Regions from separate parts of the Canis lupus genome. Here region 1 is linked to region 2. The links are chromatin contacts, called in public Hi-C maps. All regions are on one chromosome and are shown on one strand. Each heading gives the region's core, a stretch centred on a gene start, on an enhancer-like site or on the middle of the called end of the contact. The rest is flanking DNA. Distances are from core to core; before and after follow the strand shown. Region 1 has its middle 19 kb from the start of TARBP1. Region 2 overlaps LOC111095431 (a long non-coding RNA gene).

Evidence for each region. A called contact is a pair of places that touch in the nucleus more often than the background predicts.
Region 1: a contact with region 2 is called in a Hi-C map of blood, with 4 times the contacts expected there. The contact joins two enhancer-like sites. A contact is called at or near these places in 3 of 9 Hi-C or Micro-C datasets (amygdala, blood and skin fibroblasts).

What each region holds. Positions count from the first base shown.
Region 1 is chr4:5,709,705-5,714,726 of UU_Cfam_GSD_1.0, reverse strand. No RefSeq gene overlaps it. Among named protein-coding and RNA genes, the nearest start is that of TARBP1, 19 kb to the left of the region's middle. Within about 2 kb of position 1,821, at least 9 of the 20 cell types and tissues checked have an H3K27ac peak or open chromatin away from gene starts, as enhancers often do. A contact at or near this core is called in blood, where this site is marked.
Region 2 is chr4:5,309,623-5,314,480 of UU_Cfam_GSD_1.0, reverse strand. It overlaps LOC111095431 (a long non-coding RNA gene), which reads right to left. Exons shown (of 3, transcript XR_005357751.1): 1 at 2,690-4,858; 2 at 1,993-2,163. All of the region lies in intron 2 of LOC111095430 (a long non-coding RNA gene), which reads left to right. Among named protein-coding and RNA genes, the nearest start is that of TOMM20, 150 kb to the right of the region's middle. Within about 2 kb of position 3,175, at least 9 of the 20 cell types and tissues checked have an H3K27ac peak or open chromatin away from gene starts, as enhancers often do. A contact at or near this core is called in blood, where this site is marked.

The DNA.
Region 1 (5,022 bases), core at 572-3,071, 400 kb before region 2:
CCCAAGGCCCAAGGCCCAAGGCCCAAGGCCCGTAGGAAATGTGTTCCTGTGTCTCCTCCTGCCAGCGTCCTGCAAGGTTTTCACTCTTTAGAAAGCTCATCTCCAGAGGAGCCCGTGAAACCCCATACTGCACAGCTGTGCTTTTCCTGCCCTTTCGCTCCTGGGGACATGTCAGCCGCATTTCCCCTGGTCTTGAGGGTTTCAGAGCCGAGTCTCTTCTTGCCTGTTTGTTCCGCTGGAACTCGAAGTAGGCAGCACTTAGCTTCCATTTTGAAGCCCCCAATCCCGATGAAATGTAATCACTGGGGAAAAAAAATATCTCAAGGATTGTTTATTAGGGCAACCACATCTGGCATGAAAAGAGGCTGCAAACACTTTGTTACTCTGGTCTTCTGACTGCTAAGGGGGGGGGCGGGTGGCGAATGGTTTTTACGTAATCCCAAACCTCAGCCTCGAAGAGTTAATGATGTTACTCATGCCACTGGGGCATGAAAGAGAAGCTTGCGTTTTTGGGTGGTTATTGCTTGCCCAGAGCGTTGGAATGAGCCATCAGGCTGAGGGCCAAGGTACTCGGGCCACCCATGCAGTGAAATAATCCTCAAGAAATGCACTGCCTGGAATGGAAATGAAAGTAAAGCGAACAGTCATTCCAGGGCATTTACTAAATATTCCTGACAGTCATTCAGTCTAAAGTTTGCCTGATTCTCAATGCTGCAAATCTGAGATTTGGAATATGTTACAAAGATCACAGGAAATGATTGAAATCAAGCAGTTGGAAAACTCTTGTTCTTGTCAAGCTCCAGGTCGTAACAGTGAGCTCTGTTCTTATTTCAGTTCCAATAGGAATGAATAATTAATAACCCACTTTTTGAATGGAAAGTACATTTCAATGGATGAGTGATGCTTTCAGAAGGCCCTCTGAGGGTTATTGTTTATTTCCTTATTTCCTTCATTCTGAAGTGGGACCCTGGGTGAGAAGAAAGAAGCAATATTCAAATGTAGGATGGCCTACATTTTTGACTCATAGGAGACGCATGTGAATACAGAAAAGCGGAATCTAATGTTGACATCGGCATCTACTGTCTAGGCACTCTGTTCCAGGTCTTGGAAGTACTTGCTTACTCTTCAGTGTGATCGTTGGCATTGGCCTGGTTTTTCAGATGAGGAAATCAGGCTCAGAGAGGTTAAGTAGTTTGCTTAAAGTCACACAGCTAGTAGATTCCAGGACTACAAGTTGGAACCATGTATGCCTGACTTCACAGCCCGGGTCCATTCTCTTTCCGCCACGGCATTTAGCAAACGCGCAGGAGCGCCACGCTGGGAATGATCTAGGAGGTCATTTAGGCGAACCCTCGAAATAATGTAGCCATTCTTCTGGTGTTCTCCACTAAGTCAAAAGCCAAACAGGTATAAATATGCCTGAAATCCAAAGCTGAAGCCTAAAGAAATAAAAGCAACTCTTCAGAATGCAGGCAGAGGGCAACACATAATGCTGCTATGAGTGGGATGGCCATGGCATCCTGAGGTTCTGTGTGCTGTAAATAAGAGACTCGGGGGGAATGCTACTATCTCAGAGTCCTCTGCCCTGGATCCCCCCTACAGGTCCCAGAAGGAAAAGTCATGCTCAATAGCACCCACTCAAATCTACAGAAAGCCACCTAAGTGGAGTGAGTGTGGGTGACGGGCTTCAGGCCACACAAGTTGGTGGCAGAGCCAGAACTATTTCTGCCACTTACTGCCATGTCTCCATTGTACCCTCGTGCTGCTTGTCCTTGCTACCTCACACGTCTCTCACCATGACTAGCTCTGTGTGAATTTGGTGAGGAAACCCAAAACCAGGTTTCAGTTTTCATTACATACCGGAAACTTGGCCTCAGATCACTAAGAGGTTCACTGTGGTTTGTGAACCTTTTAAGCAGATGGAGCCAGGCTCCTGCCATACTTCTGCCCCCACTGATGCCAGCAGGGATTTATGGGTGTGAGCGGGAAGCGGGACCTGTGGAGCACACATTGCCATGTGCCAGGTGCAGGCTGGCCTGGTGTGACACGGGGCATCCAGGAGCCTCTGCAAATCACAGCTGCGGAGTTTCTCTGAGCTCTGGGTTTGGGGGGAATGGCTTTCCGGAGAGAGAGGAAAGGAGGGGAGGGGATGATTTAGGAGGTGTGCCTATTCATTTGCAAATGAAGTTATGGAAGTTGCTAGTGAGATTTATATAGGTAATTAAGTGATAATGGCTGTGTAAGGCTGCTTGAGTTGGATTTCCTGTAAAACAACTGAAAGGACCAAGGCCTTTTTGAGCAATGTCTTATTGTTTAGCATTTTCAAAAACAATTTCGGTTTCCACAGTACTTTGTACTTGCTAAATAGTGACTCCTCAAAGCACCCTTGGAGGGCATCCCCCAAAGACTGGTGGTCTCCATGCAGGGCACATAGTAGATCACCCCCACTCCCACCCCAGGCGATTGAAGGAGGGACCAGAAGACATCCTTCGATTGGCCTGGCTAAGCAGAGAATGCTTTGTTTTGTTTTAAATCATCAAGATCCTCTGAAAAACCAGCCTAGAGTGATCCAGTTTAATTAAGGGGACCAAGCAAACTATGAAGAAACCAGGTACAAACACTGTGCAAGGATCTTGTAAGAGTTCAAGTCCAAACTGCTGTGTAAAAGAGTGATGGCTGTCTTCCCAAGCCAGCTGTCCATGGGGGCCAGGATACCCACTAGAGTGGGAGAAAAGAATAAAGGAGAAAAGTGAGAGTCTGAGTCCAATCCAGACTGGATAATCAGTCCTCAATTAGATTAATTAATAGCTGCTTTCTCTCTATATATGTTATTTTATATTTGGAAAGACAGAAAGACTCGCTTATCTACATATGTGTGCCAGAATGAGGGCCATTTCTTAGAAAGTGATGGGCTGTGGCTTTCTGATTTCTGATTCTTTCTTTTCCTTTGGTGGAAAGGAAATAAATGGTGAAAGTCGAAATAAATATTCAGCCCCAGGACGAAGCGTGTAGAAGACACTTGAAGAGATAATGTACTGTTTTGAACATTCGAGGTGCAGCCTGCTTAATGGGGAGTGCTGAAAAGCTCAGCTTCTTTTCATGTTTGTCCTCTTTTGGGGTTTTAAAATACTCTTTCAATTCTTTCGGTTCTATGGGCGAGGGCTCGAGGGCTTGCACGTCTGTAAGCTGAGAGACAGGTTTTGAAAATTATGGTGCACCTTGATTCAGTGAAAGAAGGTAAGTGCTGACTTTTCCCTTTGCGTCTTTGGGTTGGTATCTGCAGCCAACATCTATAAATAAACCTCGTAGTAGGGGATTCAGTGAGGCACAAAAGCACGGCGGTGGTCCATATCAGACACTCGCTCGATATCTATCTAGTTGGAATAGAAAAGAAAGTGCCAAACAAGAGGCACCGTCAGAAGTTCAGAGGGGGCCTCTTTTGGATGCTGTGGCAAGATGAGGGAAGTTCAAAGAGAAGAGGAGGTGGTCGTGCTGGGTCCTGAAGCAAACCTATGACTAAGGTCGCAGGAGGGAGAAAAAAGAGAGATCCAGGAATCAAAGCTGGGCTGGGCCCGCTGGTGCCTTGTCAATACTGAGAGGTCACTGGGAGAGGCAAATCAGAGGGCCGGATGCCGGATAAGGAATTCCAAACGTGCCCGTGTACTCAAGAGGAGACTTTATTGTCCTCAGAATCTGAATAGAAAATAAGCCAAATTAATAAATGTGTCATCAGATGTCTAAAAGTGGAACGTGCCAACGCAGTATCGCAACGGAACCCAGCCATTGTGTAGTTATCGATTGACGTGGAGGGTGGGGGTGTTTGAACATGACTTACATGAAAGGGGAGGGGGTGCCTCCAAAACTAAGAGCGACTGGGGTCCAGCCCTTGGCTATGCGGGGAGGAGAACTGGAAGAATGATGACAGTGGTGTCAGAAATATAAGGGGAGAGAATATTTAGAATCTGGGAAGACATTTCGGGGGAAGCACCTCATTGCTGAAGATTTGTGCTTAATCCAGAATGTTATGGCATGCACCTCCTCTTTCTGGGGGTCCCTCGATTCTAGTCTCCCAAGCCCAAATGGTGTAACGCTCTATGTTCTCAGGAGCTTTCCTTTGTCATTTCCCCAGTGTCATACTGGTGTTTTGAGACTAAAGTGACATTGGAGATCTTGAAGGTAATGAACATTTAACCAAGGCCTGTTAATTATAATCTGCTGTGTATATATAAAAACACACACACATACCATACATATATACACACACACACATATACAAACCTTATACATCCACAAACCTTATATATACACACTTACGGCCTGTATACACATACATACACACGTGTACATACATACTTAGGACCTATGGTAGGCACATATATATAGTCATGTAGGAGCAAGATCTTTATTAGTGCAGAATAGTATGTGAAGTATATTTTGAAGATGACTGTTTGCTAGGGATTTCCAGAGATGAACTGAATTGCCACATCATGTTTAGTATAATTCCCTACATTTTTCTTCTCTTGCTTGGCTAATTCAGGTTCTTCCCCAATGATGTTGGTTTTACAAATTTATTACCAATCTCCGAAACTAAGCAGCAGGCCAAAACCTTGGTTCTTAAAAGACTGTAAAGCACGGTTATCTTTCAGAATTACCCGAAGACACATAACAGAAGACTGGAGGAAAAGATGTCAGGAGGGAGTCTGAATGCACAAATGCATTTATAATGGTGAACCACCCATCTAAGGCTTACTGTGTGGCAGACGTGTTCCTGTGGGCTGTGTACACAGGAGTCTCTTAATATGGAATAAGTGATTGGCCAGCCAGATGGATCGCTGTGATTTCATTGCTGGCTCCTCTTTTCCCTTACCCGTGGCTCCCACTCATCTTTTCACTTCATCATCGAGAATTTAAATATCTGCTTTTCCTCACTCCTCCCCAATTTATGTTATTTTCTGTGTCTTTTCTCCCGTGGCTACAAGATGGCTTTACCTGTAACATGAAAGAGGGGAGAGAGCGTTCCCA
Region 2 (4,858 bases), core at 1,926-4,425:
CTGGCCCTTCACACACACGTCCTTAAGTAATAACCTTCGGGAGGGAAATAACTTTTTATCCCCATTTTACAGATAAGGAAATTGAGGCCAAAGAAGGAAAAGGTTTGCCCAAGTGGTACAGGCAGTGAGAAAGCCTAGGCATTAACCCGGCTGAAGCGAAGGTCCCTCTTTACTGGATCACAGAGCTCCTCCGAGGGGTCCGACTGGCTGTGGGTTACCCTGTTTGGAATGCCCTTCAGCAAAGGGTGTCAAAACCACCTGGTCAATAGGGAACGATCCCCTTCTTGAAAACTTGGAAACCGATCCTTCCAAAGCAAATTAATTTCCAAACCTGGGGTTAATGATAAAGCTGGAAGAATGCAAAGACTCACCGTTTCCCTCTCCTCTTTTATCAACATGTGACTTAGATTTTCTAGAACTATATCCTTCATGGTAACTTATTAAAGAGTAAATCAAAGTTTGCTTTAAGAGGAAAGCAAATACATCCAACTTTCCATAGGATGCCGGACCCCGAGTCCACTTCCCGGTTCCACTGTTGACTTAGGGTGTAATCCCAGATAAGTACCTGTGCATTCATGGCTGAGGCCAGAGCCCTGGCATCAGTGACACCTGCCCCTCCCACCCAAGGTACTGAGACCCAGAGATACTATCTCCAGGGGAGTGTGGTGCTTTGGAGGGGGAACCCAGACACAAGGTGAAGACACAGGCCGAGGGCTCTACATGCATGCAGCAGCTGCTTGTCCTCATGTCTCTCATGGCTGGGGAAAGGGTCGCTATGTGTCACATCGCCAATAAAACCCTGCTGTTCTCTGGCTCTTACCCATAATTATTGGGAGTGAGGTGGGAAGGGCTGCACTTTTGGACTCAGATGGCAGGGAGGATAGGAACAAAGTTGACAAGAGTAAACTTTAATCACACAGCGGGCATTTTCAAGGAACAAATAAAAATAGCCAGAAGTGGGTCAGTGCCGATACTGAGGTTAGTGACCGGAAATTGGGGCAGAGTCCTGGGGAGAGGAATAAAGTTTTATTTTACAAATACCAACTTATACTCTCCTTCCAATCTGATTGCCTATTTTCCCTTTACGGCTTCTCCTTTCTGGCTTTTGGACACACAAGAAGCACACGCGCGCAGAGTGAAAAGAACAGTGTGGTGTTGAATCCTTGCTCCATCATCTCAGTCCCAAAGCTCTCTCCTTTGTCCTGAGGCTGAAGCAAAAAGATACTTAGAACTCATGGGAGACGCAGGCAGAAAGGAGAAATGTAATAACACACTCGACCTGTCTTTAAGGTTTCTATAATGTCCATGCATATTGATTAAAGGGGAAAAGACAGAGAAACAGAAGACCAAAAAAAAAAAAAACAGAAGAAAACTCCTGAAGTGAAGGACCTGTTCCCAAGCAGGCCCCCAACCCCCATGCCAGCAACTTCCCCATCACTGCCCGCCATGGCCCTGTGACATCCCGTGCACCAAAAGCACAGTAGACATGCACATGTGCACTCATACACACACAGATGATACACATGCACACACACACATGCCCAGCGCTCATGTACATACACAGTTACACACACGGGACTCATATACACACACAGTACATGCAGCATACAGTAGACATGCACATGTGTAGTACCCATGCACGCACACAGCATTCATGCACACACACGGTAGTCACGCACACACACAGCACTCATGCACACACACAGAGCTCATACACACACACAGTACTCATGCACACACACAATACACATACACATGGTACACATGCACACATACAGCACCCAGGCAAACACATAGTACCCATGCACACAGCATTCATTCACACACACAGCACCCATGCACACACACCACAACACCTATGCATAACCCAGGAAGTAGCTCTTGCTTTCAGCATCACCTTAACATTTGGGCAGTTATTAGCTCCCACACTTGGCAGGATTACATTTCCTTGTGGCCCCAATGACATGATTGGGGCAGATATATTGGGCTTACCAAAGAAAGAGAGAGCAGCCTGACATGCAAACATCCCAGGTAGATCATCGGGGCCCAGACAAGGGAATCAGTAAAGATGGGTTCGTTTGGTGAGACTCGGCATGTGACACTGGTAATTTACTGGAACAGTAAAATACACACTTCTTCCTTATGTTATCTTCTTTGAATTCACTGAAAAATGAAAGGAACTCGTGGGCTGGGCCAAATAGCATAGATAACACGTGAGTGTGTGTACATACGTACATAGATGCATGCACACATATGGATATGCCTATGTGCTTATGATGTGTAACAAAAAATACAGCCACAAGGATTTTGGGAGGAATTTGGGTGTGGAAATGGCTTCTACCTGTTTGCCTCTGTCTCCCCTTGACAGAGAGCAGGAGCACCGGCCACTTAAAAGCATGTCCAGCCCACCAAGCTGTCCCCACTGAATCCCCTCCAGGGCAGACAGGAGAACCCCTTTCTGAAGTTTCTTGTAACACAGAGTGTTTCCAAGGCCTAGGACAGCCCACGCATCTAGCCAATGGAGCTTTCTGTGCTGTGGTCAGTTAGCAGGGTCCCCCCGGAATGGCATCTGTTTTCATGTTTCCGAACAGAAGCATGTATATACTGGGAGCTTCCCCGGAGACCACCCCAAGCAAGCCTCTCAGTTGGCCGTGAGACAGTTGGGTTTCCAGAAGGACACAGCATTTACCTGGGCTTTACACTCCCAGAAGGCGGAGGACACAGAGACATTCCAGAGGGTTTAAAAAAAAAAAAAAAAATCATACAGTTTCTAAAGAGCTTCTCATTATGAATCCAGCTTCACAAGCAGATTCATCAGACACAGGCTCACTGAAAAATGTGCCAGGATGGATGCTTTTTTTTTTTTTATTTTTTTATTTTTTATTTTTTTAGCTTGGGGTTTTCAGGGTGGGATTTTTGAGGAGTGGGAGGGAAGCTACTAAGTCAAGATGAACTCCTTCAGAGCACGGGCAAAATTCCCTTTTCAATCACCGGTTTAGAGAAAAGAAAAAAAAAATGACAAAGTCACACAAGAGAGGAAATGAAAAGGGAAATTTTTAGACTTCTCATCCGTCCAGAAAGCCCCGGGCCTGTTTCAGAGGCCGGTCAGGGCAACTGTCGGGCCTGCGGTCACCGCGCTGCAATCCCAGGAGGCCTTGCGTCACCGGCAGCCTATCAACAAGGAAGTACGATCCCTAACCGCGAGCCTGCTTCTTTTCGAAGCCCGCATGTTGCTTTAGAGGGGTTTTAAACAAGAGACTTTCCTGTTTTTGCAACCTGCGAGTCCACAGTCCGTACAGGTTACTCAAATTACCTTATCGCTTAGAGCAACCCCTGGCATGAATTTCAAAACTGCTTACGGCAGCCCTCCCCTCCCGGACACGCGCGCCCGTCGACTCACCGAATCCGCATTTACAGTGTCGTGGTGCCAACTGCTGACACAGAAGAAAAACACACTAGTTATACATTAAGCTTTACGGTTAAAGCATCTGTGCCAGGCCCCGTCCAAACAGCATTTATTCACCGACCAGAAGGCAGGATAACCACAGCGTAGAAAACCCAACGGGAGCGGCTGTGCAGCCAGACCTGCGTGCCTTAATCCAGCCCCGCTATCCTTTGTGCAAGCGCGTACATGCGAGTGCAAATGCAGTGTCCCAGATCAGCACGATTCAGGGGGAAACAATTAGATTTATCATAGGATGTGCAGCAGCAAATCTATTGGAAAATGTTTTCACACAAGCAGAAGGCATCCCAAACCAACTAATAAGGTTGCTGGAAAATAAATGTAAAAAGGCGTGGGCTGAGGACTCTATGGGACCGTCCGATTTAAATCCTCCGTGGTGGGCGGAGGCAGACTTGTTTTTCCCTTGAGCAAATAAAAAGGCTCAGATTAAAGAGTGCACTGGAGAACTGATGAACTGAAGCCACAAACAAACGTCTCTCTTTCCTGCTCCGCAGCAGCTCAAGAGAGATGTGCCAAACCCAACAACTGCATTTGATAGCCATCTCCTGGTTTAACTTTGACCCTGGCCAGTGGCCACTTGGCGTTGCTCAAGCAATGCCTGCAGAATCCATCCTGAGCTCCCTTGCTAGAAGCATCCACCTTCACAGTTGCTGAGCTGAAGTTAGCAGAGGGCTTCCAGAAGGTGGTGCACGTTCTGCTTTCAGGAGCTGCCCAATCGGAGCAAGGATGAACAATTGGTGACCTTTACTCTGCAACGAGCGCTGGTGACCTCGAAGCTGACTTCACAGAATCCACATGGCAATCATGAATCTAGCAGACACTTATCTAACCTCACACTTTTCTGTCTTTTGGGGTTAGAATCAACACTTAGCTCATCAAAAAGACATGCACCGCCCCAAAAGAACCTGCTTTCTGTTTGTGGATACTGGTATTTTGTTTATCTTGTTTTGCTTTTCTGCATTCCGAGCAATCTGCTAGCACTGCAGTGTTGAGATAGTCACTATAAGGCCATCATGCTGTGATTTTTATGATTGGGGGAAGGTTCTTGCAAAATATTAAAGACTCTCTTATGATATGGTAAGTGTGAATGAGGTGACACACCAAAGTGTTAGAAGTAACTCTCTCAAAGATGGTGACTGGCCTGTGGCATAACATAGTGCATTCATGGGGGACAATGCAATTAAAAAAAAAAAAAAAAAAAAAAGAATTCCAGAGAATTCCAGACTTCCCACACAGCTGGGTAGGTATTTTTAATTTTAATACTTGCTGGCAAATAATCTACTATGCTTGTATGGAAAGAATCCTATTCTTCAAAAATGTCTAAAAATAATAAATTTTCTTTCCTCCTTTGGAAAAGCCATAACTACAAAACTAATAATTTTTAGAGGTGGGGGA